2 separate regions of the Gossypium arboreum genome follow, and region 2 is linked to region 1. The links are chromatin contacts, called in public Hi-C maps. All regions are on one chromosome and are shown on one strand. Each heading gives the region's core, a stretch centred on a gene start, on an enhancer-like site or on the middle of the called end of the contact. The rest is flanking DNA. Distances are from core to core; before and after follow the strand shown.

Region 1 (3,160 bases), core at 197-2,696:
GTATCTATGTTTAGCAAAATCATTCCATTTGCTAGAAGCCACATAGTAGATTCGTTACATACAAATAAGTAACCATCAACAAGCTTCATCTATGCTTCCATTAGTCGAATCCAACAGGATGAAGTATTAGAAATTCCAAGTACTCAAATGGATAAAAAAGCATACTTCCAAAACCAAATCGAATAACACATCGATGGCAATGACCATCATAATGCCAAAGATTTCATTTCAGATATCGGTAGCATGAACTTGAATTCGAAAAGCACAAACACCAGTAAAATTTGCAAAATTTCAAGTCCCCATCCGCAAGAACCATCTTTCTATCCTCAAATGGACAAAAGTGCAGATTTGCAAAAGCAAGTCCAATAATGCAGTAATGACAATGATCATCACGGTGTTAAAGGTTTCCATTTCAGAACCGGTAGCATGAATTGAACTTGAAAAGCATAAACATCAAAGAATTGAACTCGAGCAATAGGCTCAGTGACAGAAGTGAGTTCATCAGGGTTCGAAACAATGACATTATCAAACAAAAAGGGAAAAGAAAATGCAAAACCTGCCAAATGTAGGGATTTTCTCCTTGGGTAGCTTGGCAACCTCTCTCATATACGGCCCTCGCTTCTGTCCTTTTTGCTTGCTTGCTCAATATCTTCCCCAATGTTACATATGATCTCCCATCTTCAGGCCAATAGTATATACACTACAAGCAAAAATACAAGAAGAAAAAATCCATTAAATAAGCAAACTCAATGAACAATGTAACACTATGAAATTCACTAGAACCAAGTATACCCTTTTACCTTCTCCAGTATCTTTTCAGCTTCTTCATATCGATACTTCCTCGCCAAAACCCTGGCTTTATACAATGACAAGTCCAAGTTCACCGCAAGTGGCTTCTCTAGTGTGCCACCGGACTCGCCTCTTTCGGGTTCGAATAGAGGCATCTTCTTGGCAAACTCTTCGAGGCCAGCATCTATACCCGACGGCTTCGAAATGACGTCATCTCCTTCGGCTTCACCATCTTCACTCCCATCATCATTTTCTTCACCGGAAACATCCATGACTGGGCGTCGAACAACAAGGACCTTCTTGAAAGTGTCTTGCTTGGGTTCTAAAGAGTCTTCCCGGTCGGCTTCTTGGTCGAGGACGGGGAAAGGGGGGGAGTTGTTGGCAGTGCATGGAGGGAGGGAGAGGAATGAAGGAGAGGGAAGGCGAGTTTTGAAGGGAGGGATTGTTTTGGAGGTGGATCTTTTGGGGTTTTGAGAAGGCGAAAAGAGAGGAAAGTTCGGTTTTGGTGAAGAAGATGTAGAGAAGAGACGCATGCTTTTGTTCTTTCTTTTTTATTTTTGAAGTTTTTTACTTTTCTTTTGGTTTTAATTGATAAAACTGTCTAATTTTCGTGAAGGAGATTTGCTAGGCGCGCACTGGAGAAGAAGAGACTACCTCTAATTACCAATATGCCCTTCTGCATCTTAGCAGCTATTCAAGTTAATTTTATTTGTATTTGATATGTTTTAAATATTTATTATTTTTATTTCAGAATAAAAAAAATAAAAAAGAATCAGAAAAACATTTCCTTTTGGAAATTTATTCTAAATTTTAAGTTTATGCGTTTGAAAATTTATCATAGAGAACACTAAAAATCAATTCTGAAATTTGCTGAGATGTAAGGTGTTTACGTAATTTCAGGTTTCAACATGGCTGGTCTGAGAAAAGCCACGTAGCTCGCTCTTTTTCAGATGCTCATCTCACCCTCTTCTATTACAGATCTTAGATGGAGGCCTACCATTGGCTTAACAATAACGTCAATATCTTCACCAGCAGAAATATAATATATCCTTCTTACCTCAAATTATCTATGAAAAATATTGTTTTTTAATATATATATATATATATATATCATTTTTTTTAGTCCAAACTAAATTTATGCAAGTAAAATTATTTTGGTATTTAAACTTTGGTGCATTGATGGGAAAGTTTTTAACCTTCCTAATGAAATACCAGACATGGATATTATTTATTTAATTTTTATTTTTAAATGTTAATTAAGTAGAAATGACTACTTTTTCATCCCATTGAATTAAAAAATTTCATATTTTTTTAGAATAATATACCATATGTTATGAAATATTTATGTGGATGTCATTATCAACCCCATAAGTTATAAAACTCTTCCTATACCCCATAAGTCATGACCTTTTACATGCCCTATAATAATTAGAGAGTTATTTTAACCCCTATATATATGGGGCTCATGTACTCATAAAAAATATATAAAAAAGAAGATACACTCTCTCTTCTACATTCTCTCTACACTCTTTCTTCTATCACATTTTAGTTTATTCTTTCATTATTATTTCACAACACGTTATCAGCACGAGTCTCTAATACAAGAAATCAAGGCCAACAAATTTTTCCTTAAAGATTGCCGAAGGACGCTTAGGTGAAGTAAGGGTAACAAGTTGATCTATTTCATTTGCATATGTGTTATTTCATTTGCATATTAACATGCTTTATTTTACATTATTGACTTGTATATTTTGTCTTATAGTTTTATAATGTCAAATCTTACAAAACTTGAATTTGTGGCTCGGACATCACCGAAATAACTATTTATCATGGGTACTAGATGCTGAAATTCACTTAGATGCAAAGGGTCTTGGTGAGACTATTAAGGAGGGAAATGAAGAAAGTACACAAGATAAGGCCAAGGCCATGATTTTCCTTCGCCATCACCTCCATGAAGGTCTAAAGACCGAATATTTGACTGTTAAGGACCCTCAAATTCTTTAGGCCAATCTAAAGGAAAGATATGACCACCAGAAAACTGTGATTTTGCCTAAAGCTCGTTATGAGTGGCTGAATTTAAGATTGCAAGACTTTAAGTCTGTTAGTGATTATAACTCGGCCATGTTCAGAACCACTTCACAATTGAATTTATGTGGAGAGAAGATTACTGATGCAGAAATGTTAGAAAAAACATACTCAACTTTCCATGCAAATAATGTTGTCGTGCAGACACAATATCGTGAAAAAAGGCTTCCAGAAATATTTTGAATTAATTTCTTGTCTCCTAGTGGCGGAGCAAAACAACGAGTCGCTAATGAAAAACCATGAATTACGCCCAACTGGCTCTGCTCCATTCCCTAAAGTGAATGTG
Region 2 (3,160 bases), core at 229-2,728, 210 kb after region 1:
TTGAACTTTTAAAGTATTAATTGAAAAACTTGAAACATATTTTAATTTTTTTTATATTTTTAAACTAATTTTTATCTCGTGAGATGCAATGTATATAAGTTAAAATACATTTAATCATTTTAAAGTTTTCTAAAGTCGTAAAAATTGAATACAAACATTTTCAATTTTTATTAAAACTTTTATTGAACTAACATATTTTTAATTTTTTTAATATTTCTTAAATGTTATTTGACCATTTAGAATCTAAATGCCACCTTTTTGAATTGTGGCATATAATATATAACCATGCATAACATAATAATAAAAAGAAGAGAATGACAAATGCCTTAGACTAAGTTTCATGTGGATACAGTCAACCTCTGACTGCAATGAAATTCAGCTTTAGTCCGATGTTCACTTCAAATTTTCTAATTCAGCACTTACCTATTCAAAATCAAAATGATTTTAAGCTTTTAATTCTACTCATGGCACTTTAAATAAGTTGAATAATGAAATTAGAAAATATGGAATATTACTATAAAATTTGCTTTTAATATATAAAAATAAAAGCATAAATCTCTGACAAGAATATATAATATAACTATTTTAAATTTATTAGTGACCCGACGTTAAATAAATTCATAACTTTTAAAAGTAACTATAAACATTTTTAAAGTATTTATACTAAACATGAATTGTCAGATAAATTGAAATATATCCATAAGACTTAAATAAAATAAATATAGAATGAAAATTTTATATAGTTAAACATAGAATTTATGTCTAAAGGTGACAACGGACTTAAAATGAAAAATATATATTTGTTATTTACTTATTTTCGTTATCATTTAACGATATAGTTTACAATTTTATTTTCGGCTAATCAAATTAAAAAAATAAAGTGACCAAAATTCCTAAAATTTTAATTATTGTTTACAATTTATAATTAAAATATATATATGGCAAGGTGGTAAATAAAGTGAGCAGGAGGGCTATTTATCGCATTCCATTTGAAAATTTATTGTCAGTAGTATTTTTAACTAAATATTCAAGTCAAGCCAACCTCTACCGTGGCTTTCACCTAACCCCGACCATACCTCACATTTCTTGTAGATGTGAACCAAATTTGTTTCATAAATGGTACTCCAAAGGAAAAAAAACGATTATTTTAACAAATTTAATCTTTTAAAGATACAATTAAATTTTATCTAATTCCAAATTTTATTAAAAATTATAATCTACATTAATTTTATCAAAATTTGATCATCATATTTTATGAAAACTTAAAATTGATCAAATTAAGAAATATTATTAACATTATCTTTAATCGATTACTTGAAACTAACATTTAATTTTTGTAAAGTATTAATATCAAATTCTAATAAATTAAAATAGAAAGATTAATTTATCAGTTTTTATAAAATAGAGACGTGAAATTAGCATTAGATATATTTTTTTTTCTCAAAAAGGAAAAAGAGAGAAAAATTATTACTTAGGAAATAACCAAAAAAAAAAAAAGAAAGAAAGAAGAAGAAGAAGAAAAATGAAGATTATTCAGTGGGCTAACTACCAAAGGCCACGTGACCATCTCTCTCCTGTTACTCCCTGCGGTGTGGTGAGCTACTCCCAATTCCCTCCATTCCATTTTCCCTCTCTTTCTATATAAATCCGCACCTACCCTTTTCATTCCTCATTTCCAGCTTTTCTTTTCTATCCATTTCTCGTCTCGTCTTTTCTTTTCCTTTCGTAAGGCGAGCGAGCCACTGTAATCTTTTCCTTTCGTTACAACTTTCTCTTCAGGTAAACATTCCATTTCCTCCCTAAACCTTTTTTTTTTCTCTCAGATCTGTTTCTTTTTTCTTAATTCCAATTTCTGTCGCTTTTTGATTTCCGATGCTTTCGAGGAAATTTTAAGATACTTTGATTTGTAATTTTTTGCTGATGAATCAACTATATGAAGCTCGAGAGCTAGAGATCTCGCATTTCATTTTTATCATACTGCTTTTTTAACTGCATTCCGGTGATTTGATTTGCTCGTCTTCTTTGTATCGAGATCTGATTCGGTTTAGGTTCGAGTTAGGTGTAGCGTTGGATCCGGCTCTTTCAATTGCTTCATCAACAGCTTCAGTTAACTAGTTAGCGACGTGTTTGTTGAACAGGTCTCTTTGAGTCGAAGCCATGGCCACCGGACAGTTGTTTTCTCGAACAACTCAAGCCTTATTCTATAACTACAAACAACTTCCTATTCAACGCATGCTTGATTTCGATTTCCTTTGCGGTACGGGTCCCTTGCTGATTTCATCTTATATTTAGCTGATCGGCACTCGTATTACGGAATTGTTCGAATTATGTTGTTTTTATCTTTAATTCTTGATCGTTATTATCTTTTATTATTAATTTTCCCTTCTTTTTAAAAAAAAAAAAATTTGTAGGGAGGGATACACCGTCCGTCGCTGGTATCATTAATCCTGGTGCCGAGGGATTTCAGAAACTCTTCTTTGGTCAAGAGGAAATAGCGATCCCAGTGCATTCAACGTAAGATGCTCTTATCTCCTGTTTCTATTTTTAGATAAACTTTTTTTCCCTGTAGTTATTAATCCGTATATTGAAAGTGTTATAGGGTAAATGAACTTTCTACCATGTTACCTTAAAATCCTATAAACCAGCCTGCAAAGTTTAAATCTCTACTACTAGGCTTATGCGATCACCATGTGTAACATTCGATTATGAATAAGGAATCCTTCAATGATTCATTTATTTAACATAATTTAGTTAGAGGAACACATGACCAGCATATTATCTGCTTTCGAAACTTTGAAATTCTACTATTATGGGATGATGATCCATTACTCGGTATATATTTGCTTTTTTCGGAAAATTCTATCCATTTACTATTGAGAGATCAGAAAATAATTGGTCTATGATGCTATAACTTTGTTTAGTTTTGATCAAAGGGAATTGACATTGGCTTTTGTGTTAGTTGTATCTCCTACATGGCAATCATTTTTGCATTTAACAAGTAGTTCTTGCTAATAAATAATCTAATTGTGTCTTGAGAGAGGACGTTCAATTAATACTATAGTGTGATTTTACATCCTTTACAGATTAGGATAATCCTGTAAGGCTTACTTTGCTGTTTGATTGATGAATTTGTATTCTCCTAGCTTTATTTTCTCTAACC

What was found. Hi-C and Micro-C count contacts between places; a contact is called where the count stands out from the background.
Region 2: a Hi-C map of leaf shows a contact between it and region 1, with 2.0 times the contacts expected there. The contact joins the promoter of LOC108489332 here to the promoter of LOC108487008 in region 1. A contact is called at or near these places in 2 of 5 Hi-C or Micro-C datasets (both in leaf).

What each region holds. Positions count from the first base shown.
Region 1 is chr10:110,505,481-110,508,640 of ASM2569848v2, forward strand. LOC108487008 (protein high chlorophyll fluorescent 107) reads right to left here and starts at 1,447. Exons shown (of 8, transcript XM_017791201.2): 1 at 801-1,447; 2 at 557-700. The coding sequence starts at 1,322.
Region 2 is chr10:110,712,332-110,715,491 of ASM2569848v2, forward strand. It overlaps LOC108489332 (ATP-citrate synthase beta chain protein 2), which reads left to right and starts at 1,479. Exons shown (of 16, transcript XM_053019988.1): 1 at 1,479-1,779; 2 at 2,033-2,257; 3 at 2,412-2,514. The coding sequence starts at 2,158.